3 separate regions of the Gossypium hirsutum genome follow, and regions 2 and 3 are each linked to region 1. A link is a contact called in public Hi-C data. All regions are on one chromosome and are shown on one strand. The core of a region is the stretch at or near the end of the contact, and the rest is flanking DNA. Distances in the headings are between cores, read along the strand shown. Region 1 holds the start of LOC107897858. Region 2 has its middle 57 kb from the start of LOC121220283. Region 3 holds the start of LOC107914001.

Evidence for each region. Hi-C and Micro-C count contacts between places; a contact is called where the count stands out from the background.
Region 2: a contact with region 1 is called in a Hi-C map of leaf, with 3 times the contacts expected there. The contact joins the enhancer-like site here to the promoter of LOC107897858 in region 1. A contact is called at or near these places in 2 of 34 Hi-C or Micro-C datasets (both in leaf).
Region 3: a contact with region 1 is called in a Hi-C map of leaf, with 2.6 times the contacts expected there. The contact joins the promoter of LOC107914001 here to the promoter of LOC107897858 in region 1. A contact is called at or near these places in 5 of 34 Hi-C or Micro-C datasets (callus, leaf and petal).

The regions. Positions count from the first base shown.
Region 1 is chrD08:16,259,741-16,263,454 of Gossypium_hirsutum_v2.1, forward strand. LOC107897858 reads right to left here and starts at 1,783. Exons shown (of 3, transcript XM_041099937.1): 1 at 1,438-1,783.
Region 2 is chrD08:15,593,024-15,596,410 of Gossypium_hirsutum_v2.1, forward strand. No RefSeq gene overlaps it. Among protein-coding and RNA genes, the nearest start is that of LOC121220283, 57 kb to the left of the region's middle. Within about 2 kb of position 1,873, at least 3 of the 9 cell types and tissues checked have an H3K27ac peak or open chromatin away from gene starts, as enhancers often do. A contact at or near this core is called in leaf, where this site is marked.
Region 3 is chrD08:15,522,978-15,526,698 of Gossypium_hirsutum_v2.1, forward strand. It overlaps LOC107914001, which reads right to left and starts at 2,335. Exons shown (of 5, transcript XM_016842703.2): 1 at 1,785-2,335; 2 at 1,315-1,421; 3 at 712-888; 4 at 1-367. The coding sequence starts at 1,948.

The DNA.
Region 1 (3,714 bases), core at 533-3,032:
TCTAAATCAGATCACACACAGAATCGTCTACTGTGTCCCATTGGGATTGGTAGAACTTTGCATGAAACCCATCAATTCCAAGAGCATTCAAAGGTGCCATACTAAAAATCGCCTTGTGAATTTCTTCACGAGACACATTCATTGATAAAAGTTCTCGGTCATCCAAAGAAATAGAAAGAAACATATCGTAACAAGGAAAGGATCCTGCATTCCTAGAACTAGCCGTATAAATGTCTTAAAAAAACTCACAGCATGTTGTTTTATTTTGTCATCATCAAAACACCAACCTTCATCTCCTATTATTAGCCCCTCAATTCTATTGGCTTTTCTTCGACCTCTCGTACGGCTGTGAAAATACTTGGTGTTTCTATCACCATTTGTCAACCAAACCGATCTAAATTTCTGAAACCAAAGGACTTCTTCATGTTTAAGTACAATATCAATTTCCTTCCAAATTTCAGTTTCTCTTGAGCACAACTGTAGGGAAGATCGAAACTCTAAGATTCTCTGTATATGCTCCAGTTCCCTAATTAGTTCCTTCTTCCTAACAACAATATTCCCATAGACATTTTTATTCCAATCTTGTAGCACGGACTTCAAGAACTCCAAGTTCGAACCCACCTCAATATTTGGATTCTAATATTCCTAAATAAGATCCCTGAATTTTCAATGAAGTAACCAGCTAGCTAAGAAACAAAAGGGTCATCGATTAACATTGGGACAACTAAGGCTACGCGCAATCAAAATCGGCCGATGATCCAATTTTAACCTATGTAAATGTCTTATAAAATGGTTCGATGCAGCTACCTCCCACAAAAAATTACAAATAGTACGATCAAGTATTTGAAAAGCATCCCTCGGTTCTAAGTAAAATGTGGCCCTAAAAATCCCATATCCTTGTGTCCAAATTTAAAGATGAAGCTTTTAAACAAATCCCAACTAAAGCCCTCTCTACTTGCCCTATCTTGTCTCTCCGGACCATCTAAAATGAACTTAAAATCACCTACTAGAATCCATGGTTCACAGACATTAGAAGCAAAATCATCTAGCGCTCTCCACAAATCACGCCTTTTCTGTAACTAGGAACTTGCATAAACAACAAAACAAAGAAAGGCTGAAGAACCCTGTGTAATCCTCATATGGACGACCTAATGGTGAACCTGAATGAGATCAACATTAATACAATCATTCCAAAGGAGACAAATTCCCCCGAGAACTCCAAGGCTTCCAATCTGAAAGAGTTTTGAAATCCTAACCTACCAAGAATTCTATCAGCTCTACACCCACTGATACGCGTTTCAAACAGACAATAAATTTGGAGAGAATTATCTATTATACTACCTTACGAAAATATGAAATCTAGGATGGCAAACACCTTGGAAGTTCCAGAAACACATTTTAATCTTCATAAAAAAAAATTAAGGTTAAAGAACAGACCCAAAAAAAAATCAGGTTAGCAATTTGCCTGAGAAGCACCTGCTACCTCCACATCAACTCCTTCCTTTGCCATAGAAAGCCCACCTGATGAACACCCCAGCCTAATTTCCTGATCAATAACCCCAACAATCCCCTTTATTGCCTCTCCAATTTCAACCAAATTCTAACTTGGATGTCCAATCACAATCTTCGGAGGTTGAACCCTTTCAAAATTCCCCATCTCCATCGGCCTTTGACCAGAAACTTCACCATTCAAAATCGCACTGCCATTCTCACAAATACTGCTCAACTGCTTTTCTCCATGCCTCGTGTATGTTTTTTCAGCTGAAGCTGCTGGATAGCTTTATTTTTCTTTTTATCTAAACCTCTAGAAATTTGTACTAAACTAAAAGAAAAAAGGATCCACAACACCTGCCCCAGCTCTATGGCCCATGATCGACCCATCATTGAAAACTAAAGGCTTCCGTTCATTACCACTATTCACAGGCTTGAGAACATTAGAACTCCCTTTAGGCACAGAACCTGTAACACCCCTAACCCGTATCTATCGTCAAAATAGTGTTATGGAACATTACCGAAAACTTTTAACATAAAAACATCCGTTCTTAAACATTTCATAAGTCATATCATAGTCCATGCACACACTTGCATAACGTCCCATTTTCGAGCCCCCGAGGCCTTAGAAATACTTTAGAAATGATTCGGGACTAAATCAAAAATATTTAGAACTTCATGGAAAAAGATAGAAAAATTCATACTACAGGGGTCACACAGCCGTATGGTCAAGCCGTGTGACTCACACGGCTGAGACACACGCCCGTATCTCAGGCTGTGTAGGCATCCGAAGTTGGAATACATGGCCGTGTCCTTGACCGTATAACTCTTTGACTTGGTTCACACGTCCAAGCCACACGCCCTTGTGTTAGGCCGTGTAACTCTCGAAATGCAACCTAAAAAAAACTTACACGTGACCGTGTGTCATACACAGCTGAGACGCATGCCCGTGTCTTAGGCCGTGTGGAGGGGAAATAGGTCATTTTCAAGTCATTTCCTTCAACCTAATCATGCTCACACATACAAACCGTTTGTACATATTTCAAGCATTCAAAAATGTACCTAAAACATGCATAATGGAGTTAAATCAATATGGTATCTATCCATACAACCAATATGTCCAAAGGCACCTCAATCACAAACACCAAACATGCTTACACATTGCATAATTTTAGCCATTAACCAACCATACATTTCTCATGTAATTTTCTAACAAAACTTACCACCATGACCACATGCCAAAGTCATATACAAACATACCAAAATGGTCACTGAAACATACATCATGTAACAGCCCGATTTCGACTCTAATCGAACATAGTGGTTTTGGGACTACAAGTCTGAGTCAAAAAAAATATTTTAATATTATTTTCTGTGTTTATTATGTGTGAATTTACTAGTGTGAAAATTTTGTGCTTTAATTTCGTCGTTTGAGTGTCAGATTAAATAAAAGGATTAAATCGCGTAAAATAAAAATTTAATGGTTATTTTTAAAAGGGCTGAATAGTGGTTATTCTTTTAATATGGAGGTTTTATTTTGCAATTTGACCATTAAAAAGATAGTGGACGGCATTATGTGTATAATATATAGTTTTTATATTATTTATAAAGGTTATAATATATATTATATTATAATATTATAATTAAACAAATAAAAGCCACTATCATCTTTTATTTCATTATCATCTTACCGAAACTAAGAAAAGAAAAGAAAAGAAGAACAACCAAGCTATTCGGCCATCTTTGAAGCTTGATTTAAGATCAAGAATTAAAGAAATCGGACTTGGATCGGGGGAAGACTAAAGCCGTTGACTAATCGTTCCGTTTCGATTATCGTTGTCCAAGGTAAGTTTATAAGCAAATAGACGTTGTAAATTTTAGATAAATATTAATTATATATGCTGAAATGAAATATGAAAAATATATATATGTGGTAGCCGAATGTGTATATGTTTGAGAAGCAGGGATAGATGTGAAGGTGATTTGTTGATATTTAGCACTGAGTGTGCGAGTATGAAATAGCTACGGCTATATGATTAGCACTAAATGTGCGAATTAAATGATGAGGTTGAATAACGAGCACTAAGTGTGCGAAATTAAATAATGATGTTAAATAACGGGCACTAAGTGTGCGAAACTGAGATTAATTTGGTTAAGTGAGAGAAGAGCACTAATGGTGCAACTTTATTAATGCTTCGATAAATTATTTAGTACAAATTGTAC
Region 2 (3,387 bases), core at 623-3,122, 670 kb before region 1:
CTTATTTCCTTTGTTTTCTTAAATAATGTGAAAAATGAGCCATATATATAGACTCATGAATAGGTTTGCAGGTTGTTCCTAAGCAATGTGAGATTCCTTCCTCTTTTAACTAACAACATAAGATTAAAGGCTATACTATATTTTATAATTTTTTTACAAAACAATTTCTATTTTTTTTATATTTAGTTAACATTTTATCATATTATAAAATTATCTTTTGAGATCTTTAATCTTGTTGCATTTTAGAATTGTTAGCATATACAAAAGGACTATTAAAAAAAGAATAAATTGCACATATAAAACTTGTACATGCAATAATCTTCTATTCAATTTTAAATGTTTGAAGTTAATATCCATGCAATTCCAATTTTTAAAATAATTTTCTATTATTTAAATTTAGAAGTTATACTTTTAATTTTTTTAATTTTATATTATAAATGTTTGATTAATAAATAAATGGTGAGTATTTGGTACTCAAATAGTATATTTTTTTGTAATTTTAAAAAATTGATATATCTTTTTTAAATATTTATTTATTTTAATATTTTACTATACTCATTAATTTTTTAATCCTAATTTTAATTTAATTTTCATCATCTAATGAATGTTGATAAATTTATTTCAAATGTATTTTGACTAGATAGATAATCTATTTAAATATAGTATATAATTATGTTAAATAAGTTTTTTTTATAGAAATATATAATATACATAAAATATAATAATTATTTTTCATATTTTTATATCTAGATTAAATTACATTAGTAGTCACTTAACTATGATTTTTTGGCTATCGAATTATAAAAACTTACAAAATGATCACTCAACTATTAGTAATTTTTTAAATTTTTTTTTTTAATATTTTACCATACTCATTTTATATTTTATAATTTTTTTACTTATAGAGTTTAAAAGTTTTATTTATAATGTAACAAATGTTAACTTTTTGTAAAAAAAATTTAAACTCTATAAGTAAAAATATAAAATATAGTGTAGCCTTTAATAATGTGATCAAGTTTTGTTATTTGAATATGTATGTTTTTCTTATAAGGCTATATCATGAATATCTTTGCTAATTCTATTTCATATTGAAGATTATCAAATTGAATGGAAGAAGATATAGATTCAAATTGATTATAGATTTGCAAGCCAATAAATGTTTATTAAAAGAAGGTTTGTCATTGGTTTTATGTGTGGGATTGAGAGGATTTAATTATCTTTTGTTTGTGTGAGCAACTTATTTTAATGCAAAACTGTTATAATTGTTCTTATTGTCTGGTTTGCAACTAAGCTTTTAAGAGGAAAGTTTTATTAGGGAAAGTGATCTAAATTATTATAAGAGTGAGGTTGCAATTTGTTAAGTAAATTGAATTTAAATGAAGTTTTTGCACAATAAGAATTATAATGGATTACTCTCTAGATAAAGCCTTGCAAACTTGAGTTTTCAAACTACATAACTAAACTTCTGTTTCCATCTTTTACTTTTAGGTTATCAGTTAATAAGTCCAGTTGCAACTCAACATACATCTAAAAATCAACGAATTCCTAAAATAAATTGGTTATAGAATGCGATTGGAAAGGGAAAAAAAAGCTAGTACTACTACGTGTAGTCGGAAGATATAGAATGTTAATGTTTAGATTCATAAAAATAATTGTAGTGTTAAATTTACAAAATAGATAATGACAAAAAATGTTAAAAATGTGAAATGGGGTGAAGCATGACAGTGACAATCCTTTTAGTTTTACAGTAGCTGCACTTCAAATGGACAGCCCTAGCCATTGCATCCAATTAAAGAAATGGTTAATCGTACTGACGATGGAGCCCATGAGTGGGTGGCTACAGTGTAAGTGATAGTGAAATATAATGCATAATCAGACAGGCAAGGCAATTGGGAGTGATTTGCACAAGCTTTACATGGTTGGTGACCGACCAATGCCAAGCATTAGCATACAGAAAATGGAGGGAGGGCCCATAATTCTCATTTCTCAGTCACTTGCGCCACCACTTTCTATTATTCATTGCGTTGCCAAAATCTAAACGTATGCTAGCTATTAAATAAAAAAAAACCCTTACTATTGACCCCTCCATGATTGGTGAATATTATTAAAGACCAAGATAATACAGCCAACATAATAATATTTCAAATCGATTTGGACCACAAAATTTACGTCAAAGTTGGTGTCGCATAGTCGGCCTTTTTGCCTCACAACATTATGCGCTCACCATTCTCATGTTTATCTTAATACAGTCGAAAACGACTTTATTGGACGAACAGTGCATATCCAAAGCCAAAAGCCATCATTTCTTTTTGTTATCTTCTTTTATTTTGTGTTACATGCCACATACTCCGCTACTCATTCTTTTTAAAACACAACCAGTTTGTCTGCAATTGCTTTATTCTTTTTCAAAGGTTTTTCTATTTCATATTCGAAAATAACAATTGTTCTTAATTTCTAATAATATTATCTTCAAAATTCGAAAGAAAATATAATATTATTAGCATCCCACCAAACAATTATTAATATTTTTTATTCTAACTTTCGTATTTTCTTTAAAGAAAAAATTAATATTCTATCAACGATCGTACTAATTATAATTATAATATTAAAATTCAAAAGATTCATCTAACGGATACGTTATATCCACGTACTTATATGGTACAGCTCTATAGTTCATTTTTAAAAATAAAAGAAAAGAAACAAAAAATCAGAAAGAATTGAAAATCCACTGATTGCACCTACCCTAATCCATATAATATAATTTTTTATATTAATAATTAAATAAATTGATAATCTCGTGAAATGGTCAGTTTAGCATTATTTGTAAGAAATATTTTTGAGGTAAAAAATGCTTTTAAAATAAAAGCATCGTTAAACAATGTGCTTTTGAGCTTTTTAAAAATACTTTTTGGGGTAAAAAAATACTTTGCAAAAGCTTTTTTTTAGCCAAAAGCACAAGCAAAAAGTTTTACTTTTTGCTCAAAGGTGCTTTTTGCTCCAAAAATATTTCTTAGAAGCAATGTTAAACTAAGCCCAAGTCGTTAGTTCGATTTTGGAAATTGTGTTTTTTCAAGATTTTTTATTGACAAAAAATAAACAAAAAAACTCACCATTTTAATTTTAAAATTTCATGAGTTATATATTAATATTTATCAATTTTCATGATTATGGTATCCTATGTTGTCTTTGGTTATATGATTATGGGTTTAAATTTACGAATAATATTCGATGCATTTTCAGTGCATAAATTTATGCATCATCATAAATAATAAAATGATATATTACCATTGATTAATAAAAATAGAGAAATAAATATCAATAATTTTATTTAAATATAATTTAATATTAATTATAATTATTATATTATTTTAAGTTTTGAATTTGGTT
Region 3 (3,721 bases), core at 1,085-3,584, 740 kb before region 1:
CCATGAGCCCCACTCATCAGAGCCTCAAACATACAGTAGGCATCATGTTCCGTAAATTTCTCAGACAAGACAATACCAAGTTCACCTTCAGCTCCATAAGCATCACTTAGCAATACAATGGTCTGTATCTCAGGATCAAGCTCATCAAGACTCCTAGCTTTCTTTGAATTACCTTGAGATCCAATCTCATCTTCCATGGAATCTAAAAACTTCTTAAAATCAAAATTGTATGTGACATCATTTTCTTCAAATGACAATCCATCAAATTTGTCAATGAAATGGTGTTCATGTAGCTTTCGCACTTCCGAAAGACGCTCAACATCGACATGAAGAACATACAGAAGAGGTGCCAAGAGTTCATGCATTCCTACAAATAAGCAGGAAAGAGAAACAGATGAAGAGCCAGCTTGATGACTCAGATAATAAAATAGCAAGAACTACTAGTTAGTTGACTTTATTGTGACACAATTTCCAATGGCTTTTTATTTGCAGACTACAAAAAGAAATTTGCATTATCAGGTCCAACTAGCTTTCACCTACGGTAAAGGCAAGCATGTTACTTTTATGTCTCACCATGAAAAGCAGTGATTCAGATACTAGAAAACACTCAATAATTAGGGCAGCAACACATTGCTGATTTAATCTTGCAAATTCTAAAATGTGATGGAACAGAAACTAATAAATATGCTGGCAAAGTGCTTAGGAGAAAACCTTGTCTATAACCATACTCTGGATGTCTAAGGCACCACAACAACAATATTCTTCTCAGCATTCCCTGGCATCCAGGAGTCTGGAAGTAGCTTCCATGTTCTGGATATAATCGTGATAAATCGTGGTCAACCATTTTTTCCAGCTCAGCATTCCGAAAGAATCGCCCCCAGGTGCTGTCTGCATCAAGAATTATATATCGTTTCAGTAAAGATCAAGCAACGAAGATTTTTAAAAGAGAGGGGAGTATATTATGTTGTTTGATGAAACAACATAAAGTTTCTCAAAGAAGAATATTCCTAACGTATTGGAGAGTTTAATGGAACATTTTCCATTGACAAAGACGAGTTCCAAATCCTGGCTTCAAAACCAACCAACCAATCAACCAGGATGGGGTCGAAAAGGAGGCAAAGAGATTTGCCTCCTATTTGTGGAACTGAAACGAACATTGGACCCATAAACACTTTCTACATAAGTTCAACGTGAATCAAGATAATATAGCGAGGTAAACATAGCACTACTTATTAAAACAAAAACTGATGAATCAACAATACAAATAGGTAACCAATATAATGAAGAAAAATAATAAGAACCATTGGCAATTACCTGGGTTTTGAGAGAGTGGATTGTCCATGACAAGATCAGGGGATTTACTTCTTCCATCCTTTGGAACATGTGGATCCACTAGCAGCCACCTTCTCAACCCAGCATATCTAAATTACAATAAAACCAGAGATTTGAGGCCATAACTGTTGGTTTTTAACTCCAAGAAAAATGAAAAACGAAAAAAAAAAACAACTCAATTGCAATTTAATGAGCAAAATTTAGAACTACTTTGAACAAGAAAAAGAAGTTATAGGAATAGGAAAAAAGAAAGACAGTTGTCTTCTCTCTTTTTGGGGGGTAAATTTTAACCTAGAATCAGCTCGAGTGTTGTACAAAAAAATCAAAATAGGGGTTAAAAAAAAATTCCGGATTTGAAATTAAATAATAATAATAAATCTGGTAATCTTTACAAGGAAAGAAAACCAAAAATACATCAAATACTAGAATTTTTATCAAGGAAAAAAAATCACCTTCGGCGAGAATCAGCAGTTACCCTGCGAAGATCATCAACTGAAGAAGAAGAAGGCAAAATACTGAGACTAATACGCCATCGGACGCTTCTCAGAGAAGCAAAGCTACCCGAAACAACAGGGGACGACGAAGGCGCTTCTTCCTTTACAATCTCTTTGCTCATGTTCTTTTTCGTAAACAACCCAAAGTTCCCAAACACTTGACTTTATAAATGACTTTTTTTTTCCTTCTAAGAAACGAAACAAAAAAATAATCTAATAAAAAACACAAAAGAGAATAGAGTTACGTTTGGGATTCGATCTAAAATTATTGGCAGAAGCAAGAAAGAGAGAGAAAGGGGAGGAGTTGTTGTGTTTATCTTTTACCAAAATTTCTAGCTTCCATTTTCTTTCTCTCTCTCTCTCTCTCCCTTTTTCTTGATAAATGGTTGAAAAACAAAATACAGAAATTTAATAGGAAATTACAACATCCTTTTTACTTTTCTACTTGTCTGCAAGCACAAAAAACCAAAAGAAAAACCCTCTCATAAAACCATTTTATTTATTTAATTATTTATTTGAATAAAACCATTCTATTTATTAATACTATAAAACTAACAGCAGCCACCATATCTGCATAAGCTATTATGTTGACCTGTCTTTTTCATTTTATATTATCATTTAAGTTAACATATATAAATAATTCATGTTATATAAATTTTAAATATTTATATCTATACTATTTATTTATAAGTTTCGAGTTGGGTACATCACCCATCAATCAAGTTTAGGTGTTTTTAGATAGACGGTACATTTATCTGTGATTAATGTAAAAATAGTAATGGCAGTAATATTAGATGTTGTAGTAATACTATATCGTGAGACAAAAAGAAAGTTAAATATATCACACTAGAATAAAACGCTAATCTAAAGGGATTCGAAGAAAAATTATTTTAATATTTTTTTACTTAAAATAATTTATGTTATTTGAGGATTTTTTAATTTTTTTAATTTTAAAAAAATTAATAAAAATACACATACGAAGGATTTGAATTCAAGTAAGTTGGATTAGCAAAACCTAAAATTTACAACTCAACTAAAATTTTCTTTTAATAATTTCATTCATTTGAATTTTATTATGCATATTTTATTACCTCAATCAATTGTATATATTATATTAATAATATTGTTGATTGAAATGATGTCACAAATTAACTCGACACCAACTTAGAATTGATGACAACACATTGATAAATAATTGTATTCATTTATTAATCTTTATATAATGTATTCATGTGTTTAAATAAATTTTATTTTACTTACAATTTAATTTAATTTTTTATTTTAATATTGTATATATTTCATGTGTTATTCTTAATTAGTCTCAAATCATACATTTTATTGTTTATTGTATGGTATTTTTAAACACATGTATGCATTCTAAATACGTGGTTTTCACATGTATATGTACAAGGATGGATCTTGGGGGCAGTCGCCCCCTTGGAATTTTCATATTTTTTAATTTTACATATAAATTATCATGTATTTTAATTTGATACCACATTGTATAACATTTGCCCCCTAAAACCATAAGGTTATATTTTATATTAACAAAGTATTTTTTCAGTTTTTAATTATATAACTTTAATAATAATAATTAAATATTAATGTATGATGGGCCTTAAAAGACTAAATTTAGAAGCTCAATATGGGCTTTAAAGTCAAATTACAGAATTAATTGATTTGGCCCATACCCATACAAATTAGGTTAATGACTTTTTTGCATTTCGATTTGTATGTCTTGCTAAGAAATTATCTTCCTCTGGTAAGGTGTCGACACTGTCAAGAGAAAAAGAAAAGAGTTTGATGTCGAGACTGAGAGCACAAAGTAAAAAATATATACAAATTATCTTCCTCTCGGCTCCTTACACAAAAGAACTCTTATTAGGAAATGTGTT